2 separate regions of the Macaca mulatta genome follow, and region 2 is linked to region 1. Evidence: chromatin contacts called from public Hi-C data. All regions are on one chromosome and are shown on one strand. Each heading gives the region's core, a stretch centred on a gene start, on an enhancer-like site or on the middle of the called end of the contact. The rest is flanking DNA. Distances are from core to core; before and after follow the strand shown.

Evidence for each region. A called contact is a pair of places that touch in the nucleus more often than the background predicts.
Region 2: a Hi-C map of fetal cortex germinal zone shows a contact between it and region 1, with 2.2 times the contacts expected there. The contact joins the enhancer-like site here to the promoter of TEAD1 in region 1. A contact is called at or near these places in 4 of 14 Hi-C or Micro-C datasets (blood, fetal cortex germinal zone, fetal cortical plate and 1 more).

What each region holds. Positions count from the first base shown.
Region 1 is chr14:52,783,737-52,788,411 of T2T-MMU8v2.0, forward strand. It overlaps TEAD1 (TEA domain transcription factor 1), which reads right to left and starts at 1,813. Exons shown (of 13, transcript NM_001435829.1): 1 at 1,399-1,813; 2 at 640-792.
Region 2 is chr14:53,130,088-53,134,762 of T2T-MMU8v2.0, forward strand. All of the region lies in intron 27 of MICAL2 (microtubule associated monooxygenase, calponin and LIM domain containing 2), which reads right to left. Among named protein-coding and RNA genes, the nearest start is that of PARVA, 42 kb to the left of the region's middle. Within about 2 kb of position 2,489, at least 4 of the 40 cell types and tissues checked have an H3K27ac peak or open chromatin away from gene starts, as enhancers often do. A contact at or near this core is called in fetal cortex germinal zone, where this site is marked.

The sequences.
Region 1 (4,675 bases), core at 563-3,062:
TCTGCTCCTTTGCAATACGTGTAGTGTTTTTAATATTTCTTTTTACTATTTTGAAATGTGGCAGGCTTAACAGACCTTTCTGTCCCAAGACCTGGGCTCCTTCCAAGGCACTGTTTTTAAACATGGCCTTTTTACATTCCCTGCTCCTGGAACATCATCTGTCTCTTAGTTTCCAGGGCTCACTGAGGTCAATTTTCATTTCTGCAAATCACAGGAAGCCACTTGCTTCTGAGAAGTTAACAAGCCTCCTGAGAAACGCTGGTGGCTGGTATTTCATTGTTTTATAAATATTTTTATATAGTGACACTATCCAACTTTAAATAAATCTTTTAAAAAAGGCAATTTAAAAGCAAAGAAAATTCTGATCTGGATTTCATTTATTTTCATGAGAAGAGAGGGGAGGTGTGAGCCCTCATTGTTTTCAACTCATTAAAAATATTGCTTTTTTAAAAAAATACAAACTTTATTTTTTTAAAAAAGGAAAGTCACAGAAGTTGAACTTTATTTAAAGCGGGACTCTAGACTTTTGAAAACAAGTGTTGATGTTACGAACAAAGACTAGAAGTATACCCAGATTTTCTCCCCTCCTGGGGATCATTTCTTTTCCAATAAACAAACAAATCCCCCAGTATTTCCTACCGAAAGGGAAGGGAAGTTTTCCAGGGAGAGTCTCCTCCTGGGTTTGGTGGTAACTGCGACTCAGTCTTTTTTGGACACAATGTTTCTGCTGACTCCTGAAAATTTTCCACTTGAATGTGCAATGAAGCGGCGGCGGCGGCGGCAGCACCAGTCCTGGAGAAGCGGCAAAGACGAACGTGCCCTTTTTCATCTTTGAGAAGGAGCGAACCCCCCGCCAGCAGCACAAGTCGGCGCAGACCCGGGCCGGCCTCGGGGGTCCCCGGCGCCGGGGAAAGGCGGCGAAAGCAGGGGGGTCCGGGCCGGCTCCTGGCTCCGAGGCGGCGCCGGCGGCGGCGGCTCTGCCCGCCCGCGCTCGCTCCGAACTTCTGGCTCCCCAGCGCACCCCGTGCAAGGCGCCCGAGGGTGTGTTCGTGTGTGCGCGTGCAGGCGGCAGGAGAGGGGGCGCGCGGGGGGCGCGGCGCGGCCGGCCGGGCGCCTCCAGGGCCGCCGCCGGGGGCCGCCTGTTGCCGCGCGGGCTCCCAGCGCGCGGCCCAACTTGGCGTCCTGGCAAGTCGCGCGGCGGCGCCCGGCCGCTCACCTCGGAGGGGGCGCGGGCAGGCGGGTGTGGGGGCCCGGCCGCGGCCCTCCGCGTGCCCGCCCGCCGTCGCACACAAAGCAGAGCCCGCAAAGAAAAGAGCGGCCCGCGAGGGACGCGCCGCCGGTCCCCCGCCGCCCCGTGCGCCCCCCGAACCCCAGCATCCGCCCCGCGCGCCAACTTACCTCGGCCCAGGGAGCCGCCGCAGCGCCCGGCGAGTCCGAGGCAAACTTCGGCGCCGCTTCCCCCGCCCTCTGCTCGGTGCCCGGCTCCCTCCCCGGCTCCCGGTCCCCGGGCCCGGCCACCCCACCCCTGCCTAGCACCGCTCCTGCCCCGGGGCCGGCTGGGCGCGCTGGGCTGCTGCCCGCGCTCCGGGCAAAGGTGGAGGGGTGGGGGGGCGTCACTGCATGGCCTGTCCCTGGACGCGGCCGCCCCGGGCCCGGGCCCCGCCGCGCGGAATGGCCCGCAGGGTGGAAGCGAGTCTGCAAAGTGCTTGGTGGGCGCCCGCGGCGGGCGGCGGGGCCGCGGCGGCGGCAGCAGAGGCTCGGCTCGGCTCGGGCGGCGCGGCGCAGCGCGAGCGATGCTAAGAATGTTCGGAATGAGGACAGGAATGAAATGAACGCCAGGACCGAACTCGCTCCGGAGGGGTGGGGCCTCGGTGACGTCATGCGGCCTGCCGCCCGGGGCCGGAGGCGGGGCTTGCCGCCGCCGGTGACGTCATGGGGAATCGGGGCGGGCCGGCGCGGCCGCTTCGCCGTTGGAGCGCGGGCTCTCGGCAGCTGGGCGGAGTCTCGCGCCCACGGGGGAGCGTGGCTCGCGCGGGAACCGCCCTCCGTCTCCCGGCGCGGGCTCCGGGCTTTGTCCCGAGCCGGGGCGGGGCGGGGCGGACGGGAGTACCGCGGCTTGCAAGTCCCTGCGCTCGCGCGAGGAACTCTGGAAGCCTGGGCTCCTTCCAGGGGGCAGGCGCCGAGGCCGGAGTTGCGCGCGGCTTGCCTGCTGTGCCTCAGTTTCCCTAGTCCGGGACGCGGAAACGCGGGTTGCTGCCTTGAGTGCTCCCGGACTCGCGGAAGTCTGCAAGTGTGGGGAAGAGAAGTTTCCTTGCTGGCGATTCAGATTGTTGCTCTCGAGCGCGGTGGACGCGGTCTGGTCTCCGGGCCAGATTCCCAGCCTGCCATTTCTTCTCCTCTTCCCTTTCACTTTTATAAAAGTTCACAGATCTCACTAAAGTCGAAATTTCCTTTTCCTGTTGGGAAAGGAAAACCTTTAGCCTAGCAAAGAAGGATAATTACAGAGTTCATAATAAACCTCCCCTGCTAGCACGGTCTTCTGCAAGTCACTTAAAAAACTAAGTTCACTCATCTCTGCCGGTTGTACTTTTCAAAAGTAACTTCCTAAACTTTAAAACGCTGCATCCGGCGACTTTAAGTTAGCCCTTTATTGAGAAACTTCATTTCAATAATAAAGGAATAATTTTAACCCTGCCATTGGAGGTAGTGACGCAAAAGTGACAGAGACCCAGTCAGTAAGTCAGAAAAGGGGTGAAGTCGACCCACTGGGGACAGAAAGCGTCTAAAGTTTCGGGTGATTGTTACAATTATTTATCAAGAAGCTGCAAAGCAATTCCTGTACAGTGGCCTCATTCCTTCTAGGCACTTGGTTCTCTCTTCCAGCTGAGGCCTCCGGATTAAATAACAACGTATTTTGTGCCCAAGGAATCCCTGTATCCCTATATATGGGTAACTGAGGAGACTGGACAGTGACTTACTGCAACGCATTTCTACAAAACATAACTTTTACTAATACATTGTTTTCCTTCTTTTTCTTTTTTTCTTTATTTTTATTTTTATTATTTATTTAATTTTATTTTTGGAGACAGGATCTTGCTCTGTCGCCCAGGCTGGAGTGCAATCTGGGCTCACTGAAGCCTCGACTCCCTGGAATCAAGCCATCCTCCCTTCTCAGCCTCCCAACTAGCTGGAACTACAGGCACGCACCACCACGCTAGCTAATTTTTAAAATTTTTTTGTAGAGATGGAGTTTCACCATGCTGCCCAGGCTGGTCTCAGACTCCCGGGCTCAAGCTATCCTCCTGCCTCAGCTTCCTGAAGTGCTGGGATTACAAAAGTGAGCCACAGAACCCAGTCTTATTAATACATTTTTAATTGCAACTCTTGAAGTAATCGGAGTAAGAGGCAGTTGTAAAAAATAATAATAATAATAAATCATTTGTTCACTTTGCCCAGTTCTCCCCACTGGTAATGTCTTCCAAAACTCTAATACAGTATCACAATTGGGATATTGACATTGATACAATCCACCCATCTTATTCAGATTTCCCTGGTCTTACCTGTACGTATTCGTACGTGCCTGTATTTAGGTCTATGCAATTTGCTGACTTGTGTAGGTACCACCACAGTCAAGTACAAGTGCATTTTATTTCTAATTCATAGGCAATGATAAGGTAATACAGTGAGGTTCACAATAATGAACCTAACCACCTTGGCACTGGTTTTTGGAAATGTGTTAGAAAACACATAATTAATTTGGCATTAAAACTGTACTAGGCATATCTCTCTCCAAATCTCATCTTCTAAAAGCACCAGATAAATTTTGATGGCAGTGCCAACCAGTTAGTAGGGTTTCTAAACCACTCTTTGTTGGCCCAGTATGCCTGAGCACCTTTCAGATTAGTTCCTGTCTTATAGCCACTTTGCAATACAATATCTCCCCGTTCCATACTGAATTAAGGAAAAATTCCTTGACCTAGGATCCAAAGTACTTTACGACATGATGTGACTTTTTGACCAGATTTTCTCCAACTTCTATGTGTATATTTTTTGAGACTCACCTTAAAAACCTCTTCCTCCGGGAAGACTGCTAAACTGAATATTTCCTCTCTAGGATCCTTGAAGCTCCTTGCCCCAGATATGCTTCTTGTATTCTGTTGGTTACCAGCATATGTGTGTTACTGGTGATGCCTACCTATCTGAGCCCCTGGAGAGTGGTCTGGGTCTCATGCAGCTAAGTATGCCGTGCCCAGGACATACACACAAATGGGAAGTGACTCTCATTGTCATTGTCATCTCTCCACTCTTCCAAATGTTTTCACTCTTCTCAGCCACCTTGATCAATGCATAGGACCAGTGCATGGATTTAGGGCCCCAGCATCTAAGGGCAAGAACATTAACTGCAACCTGCTAAAATGACAACAGATACAATATACTGCAACCATGCTTAGCACTTGGCGTTTTGCATTGACCATCTCAATTAGTTCTCACAGCACCTGTGTAAACTAGTAATTAGTACCCCCGGTTTACACAAGGGAAAAACTGAGATGTTAGGGAGGTTATATGACTTGTCCATGGTCACATAGCCAGAAGAGAGTAGAGTCAGAACCCGAATTCATTCTGACTCATGTTTATAACCTGTATTCATAACCCCTGACCTCTACTGTCACCAAAG
Region 2 (4,675 bases), core at 1,239-3,738, 350 kb after region 1:
TTGCATCTGCCCTTTCCATTTCTTCTTTATTTCTGTCTTCTGTCTTGTTTTTAAAAAACAACTTAAGAGGGTCAGCTTTAGTCTCTTATTAGTTTGTTCAATATTTGGCTTGCAATGAGGCCATGGACTTCCTACTGAGTGGCCAGTGAAGCTGGAAACAGAGGCGAATACATAGCAAGTGGACTGTCGGTATTTGTTGAGTGAGCCAGTCTTCCATAGACTAGGAGTGTTCCTGTACATCTTTGCTGAGTGAGCCAAACTGCAAGGCCCTACCATCCTCTGAACCTGAGCCATTCCTCTAACTAATCAGGTAGAGAATTCCGAGAAGTGGGTCAGGATACTACCGTGTGACTACTGCACAACTACTTGCTTCCTGGGAAAGGGGAAATGGCTCATTTACTGCTTGCTATAAAAGCTGCTGAGTCCTTTTGCTGGGGCTCCCTAGCTATGGGACAACTCACTGCATGCACAGGTGCCATCTGGGCTTGCTATCTGGGCTCATCATGTCACACCATGGGACCTGGGGACAGGGCAACTTGGGCTTCCGTGCTGATGCTCCTGCTGTTTGCTATGCTGTGAATAATAAACTCTCTTGCTCTGATGTACTGAATTTTGTTGTTTACTTTCTGCACCTATAACATTGTGGCAAACAACCCAAATTCCTTGCATGCTTAATCATCCACTTTGAAGTCTTATTACTCCTAGCCATTATCTATAAGGTTGGTGTTCTTTTCTGACAATATCCCACTATATTATGTGACAAAATAATATTATCTGTGTTTCTGTGTTCATGGCTACCTGTATTTAGAGAGACTCCTTTAGAATCACAGAAGATCTCAACCCTTCCCCTGCTCTGCTGATTTATGAATACACAGTAACCAGCCATGTCTAATGATGGATGAAAGGGTACAACCTTTAACCCACTGCCTTCCAGTACCTTTTGAGAACAAATAGTTATGGAAGGAAACCTAAAGAATATCTATTTCCTAAAACCCATTCCCAAATTGTGGCAGAGTGTCAGAGAGGCATGCCTCAAAACCCATAGTCTGCTATCTTTGTTGAACAGCTTTTATTGCATTGCTATTTTTTTTTGGGGGGGGGCGGTGGTGGCGGGGGTGTGGGAGTGATAACAACAAGTCCTCATGGAGATCCTTGTTTGGACCAGGCATGCAAAATTCATGTATTACAAATATTTATAGAAACCAGCTTAAATCTCTTTTAGGGAGTATAGTTATAAATGAATGTGGATGGATGAACAAATAAATACAATTTGAGAAGTCATTGACCATCCAGCTGTGTTTTATAATAACAGGGATATAAAAGAAAAGAGAAGAAATATTTTTGAATACCTATTTGTATTTCAGGTCCTTTTTTGGGTGCTTTACTAACATTATTTCACTTAATCTTTTCTTCATATCACCCCTGTGAGGTTGGTATTATTCATTCAATTTTACAGATGAGAAAATCTGGCAGAAAAGTAAATAATTGTATAAGGACTACATTGGGATTCAGACTCAGGAGGGTCTGACTCTAATGCCTGTGCTCTGTCCAGGACACCTCACTGTACATTCTCCAGGAACTTTTATTCCTCAGGTCCTCAGCAGCAGCGAAAACCATGGAGTCTAAGCCCAACTACTTCCCTGGTTCTGGTGAGGCTTTTGCTGGCATTTCTCACAAAATGTGTGCTCCTGCTGCCACCTGCTGGCACCTTGCACATCCTAATTTTCCTTGGTAAACCCCTCAATCTCCAGGAAGTAGAAACCATCTGGCTCCAAAAAAGGCGAGAAGTTCCATGCAGACAACTAGCTGGTAAATCTTCCCCAAAGCTGGTAAAGTTATAAGGGAATAATTATTCTTATTCGCCTCCCCTGGGGAGAAATCCTTTCTCCTTCGAAGTTACTCAGTTTTCATCAGATTCCAGGTATTGAAGGAAAGCCCAGGTTGTGTATCCAGACCACTTAAATTTGAATGGTGGTCTCTTGCTAGATTGTGGTATTCCATGGCCCTAGTAGGTAACACTGATCATCATATTGACAAGCAACAAGCCAGCAGGTAACAAACAGTGCCTCAACCAACAAGAGTCTAAGTGGCTGCAGAGCTGGGCTTGGCCTCTTTCCAGAAGATGGTAGGGCCCCCAGGAATCAGGTTACTGCATATCCTGGTCCTTCACCTGGCCAGCTAGGACCAAGAGGGGACTTTCTTCCCTCTGTCAAAGACATCTCACAGACACACACACACACACACACACACACACTCACTCCACCACGTCCTGCAAAACATAACGATTTGTCATCTGGGGTGGATTGTTAGATTTTTGTTTTCTTTTGTTTCCCTTTCCTTGACAAAATGGGGAAAAACCCTTCCCGGGGGCGGGAGAGCTTATTTCTGACTGCTGGGAAAAAAGAAAGCAGGAATTGTTGTCACGACAATGAGGAGCTCATCAAAGCCTCATTTTGCTCATCAGCCATCATTGCCCTCCATCCCGCACCCCCGCATGTTCCTCTAATTCAATGCCCGCCTAATGAATAACTCCCAGAACAAAAGCCCCTTTCAGGCAGCCTACATAATTATCAGAGGAGCCTTGCATAACTGTCGCAGACTACTCATGTTTTCAGGTCTGTCTCTAAATTTGGTTATTCACAACCTTTATAGCTCAATATTATTGCCTAACTGTGATCATTTTCTAATTATCCTAATAATACCTATTAAATAATTCCCATTAAATCACTTGAACCGGAGCAGCACAGGCCAGCTCAAATACAACTTAACCTAATAAGCATTGGTCATTCATTAAGCAACAGGGCAATCTCTTAGAGGGACTGAATAGAATACTAAACCACCAAGGAATATTATTATTGCACAAATGTTATTACAAGTTAGAGTATATTAATTTTGGTGCCTGGTTTGCAAAACTTCGAATTGGTTTTGAGGCCACTCTCCGTGACTTGACTCTTTTAGTCTCCAACCCCTTGTTGATCTGCATCTATCACCCACACAAGGACAATCAAGGGAAAAAGGCCCATAAACTTAACAGGGGAATTAAATTACCAAGGATATAAAGGGAATGAATGGAATCCATCTTCTGGCTGGCTTGGCACACCTCTGAAACATCACAAGCTGGCCAGATTTCTTTTGCTATAACTCAAAATAGCTCTCTCTTTTCTTTTCTTTTCTTTTTTTTTTTTTCATATTTGGGGATGAGGAAGATTTTCAGAAGATGCTTTACAATTTTGGTTTCTCTCATTTAAATTTCAAGCAGTAAAAATTAGACAATTCTTTAAAAGAAGATGTGTGTGGATACTTAGTAATATTTTGTAAAATGATGTGAGTAGTGTTTACTGAATGCCTACAACGTAGTCAATACTCTGGCAGAGACTTTGCCTATCAACACCCCTAATTCTCAAAATGACCTGGTAATATGGAGATTAGTATCTTCATTTTTCAGATAAGAAATCTAGGGCCAGAGAGGTTAAGTGATTTTCCCAGGACTATTCAGCCTAAGTGGAGTGGAACAGAATTTGAACACAGGACTTGTTGGCACCCACAGCTCCCCACTTTCCACCATGCCGCTTCTTGGCGTATGTTGCTGGCGGCAAACTGAAGCATACTCTGGCTTTTCTGGTTTTTCCTTTTCCTTTCTAACACTCTCACTGAGATCAGCAGATTCTCAAAGACGAGAACCAGAGCCTTCTGGACTGGGAATATGACCAAACCACCAAACAAGGGCAGTTCATTCTACCGAAAGCCCCACAGCAGCTGTAGAGATGGACAGTGACTCTCAGTCCAGGCAGCAAGAAACTCTTTATATTTGTAAGAAGCCTACTTTTTTTTTTTTTTTCCGGAGACGGAGTCTCGCTCTGTTGCCTGGGCTGGAGTGCACTGGTGCGATCTCAGCTCACTGCAAGCTCTGCCTCCCGGGTTCACGCCATTCTCCTGCCTCAGCCTCCTGAGTTAGCTGGGACTACAGGCGCCCGCCACCATGCCCAGCTAATTTTTTGTATTTTTAGTAGAGACGGGGTTTCACCATGTTAGCCAGGATGGTCTCGATCTCCTGACCTCGTGATCCGCCCGTCTCGGCCTCCCAAAGTGCTGGAATTACAGGCATCTACCGTGCCCAGCCTGTAATAAGCCTACTTCTAATGAGCAAATTTGGGTCATCTTTGCAAGGAAATCCAGCGCATTTTAGTGAAAAAGCAAACAGGTATTGGTTAATCATCTGCTCCAAGCCAGACACTGGTCTATGAATATTACATAAATTATTTTAGCTAATCCTCACCACAAATACAAGTAACTATTATTATCACTCCCAATTTACCAACAAGAAAACTGAGGCACAGAAGAGGTAAAGTCTGACTCTAGCATTTCCCTGAAATCTAGTCCTAAATTAACCATGCAGTTAATGAAACCGAAACCCCAGGATCCCTCACTTGGATGGGTCTTTGCAAGGTTCTGGAAGCAGCCCTCACAATTTTACACACGTGACTTTGCACGAACTCCAGGCCTCAGGAAATCTGGGTCTGCACCTGCTAGTGTCATCGCTGTGACATAACTGGACTTTTAAAGAATTGAAATCCTAATGTTTCACTTGTTAAGTAACAAGTAACCTGTTATTTATATTATTGCACATTATTTCAGTGCTTGGTTTTTCACCTTTTATATCCCAAATGCTGAAGGC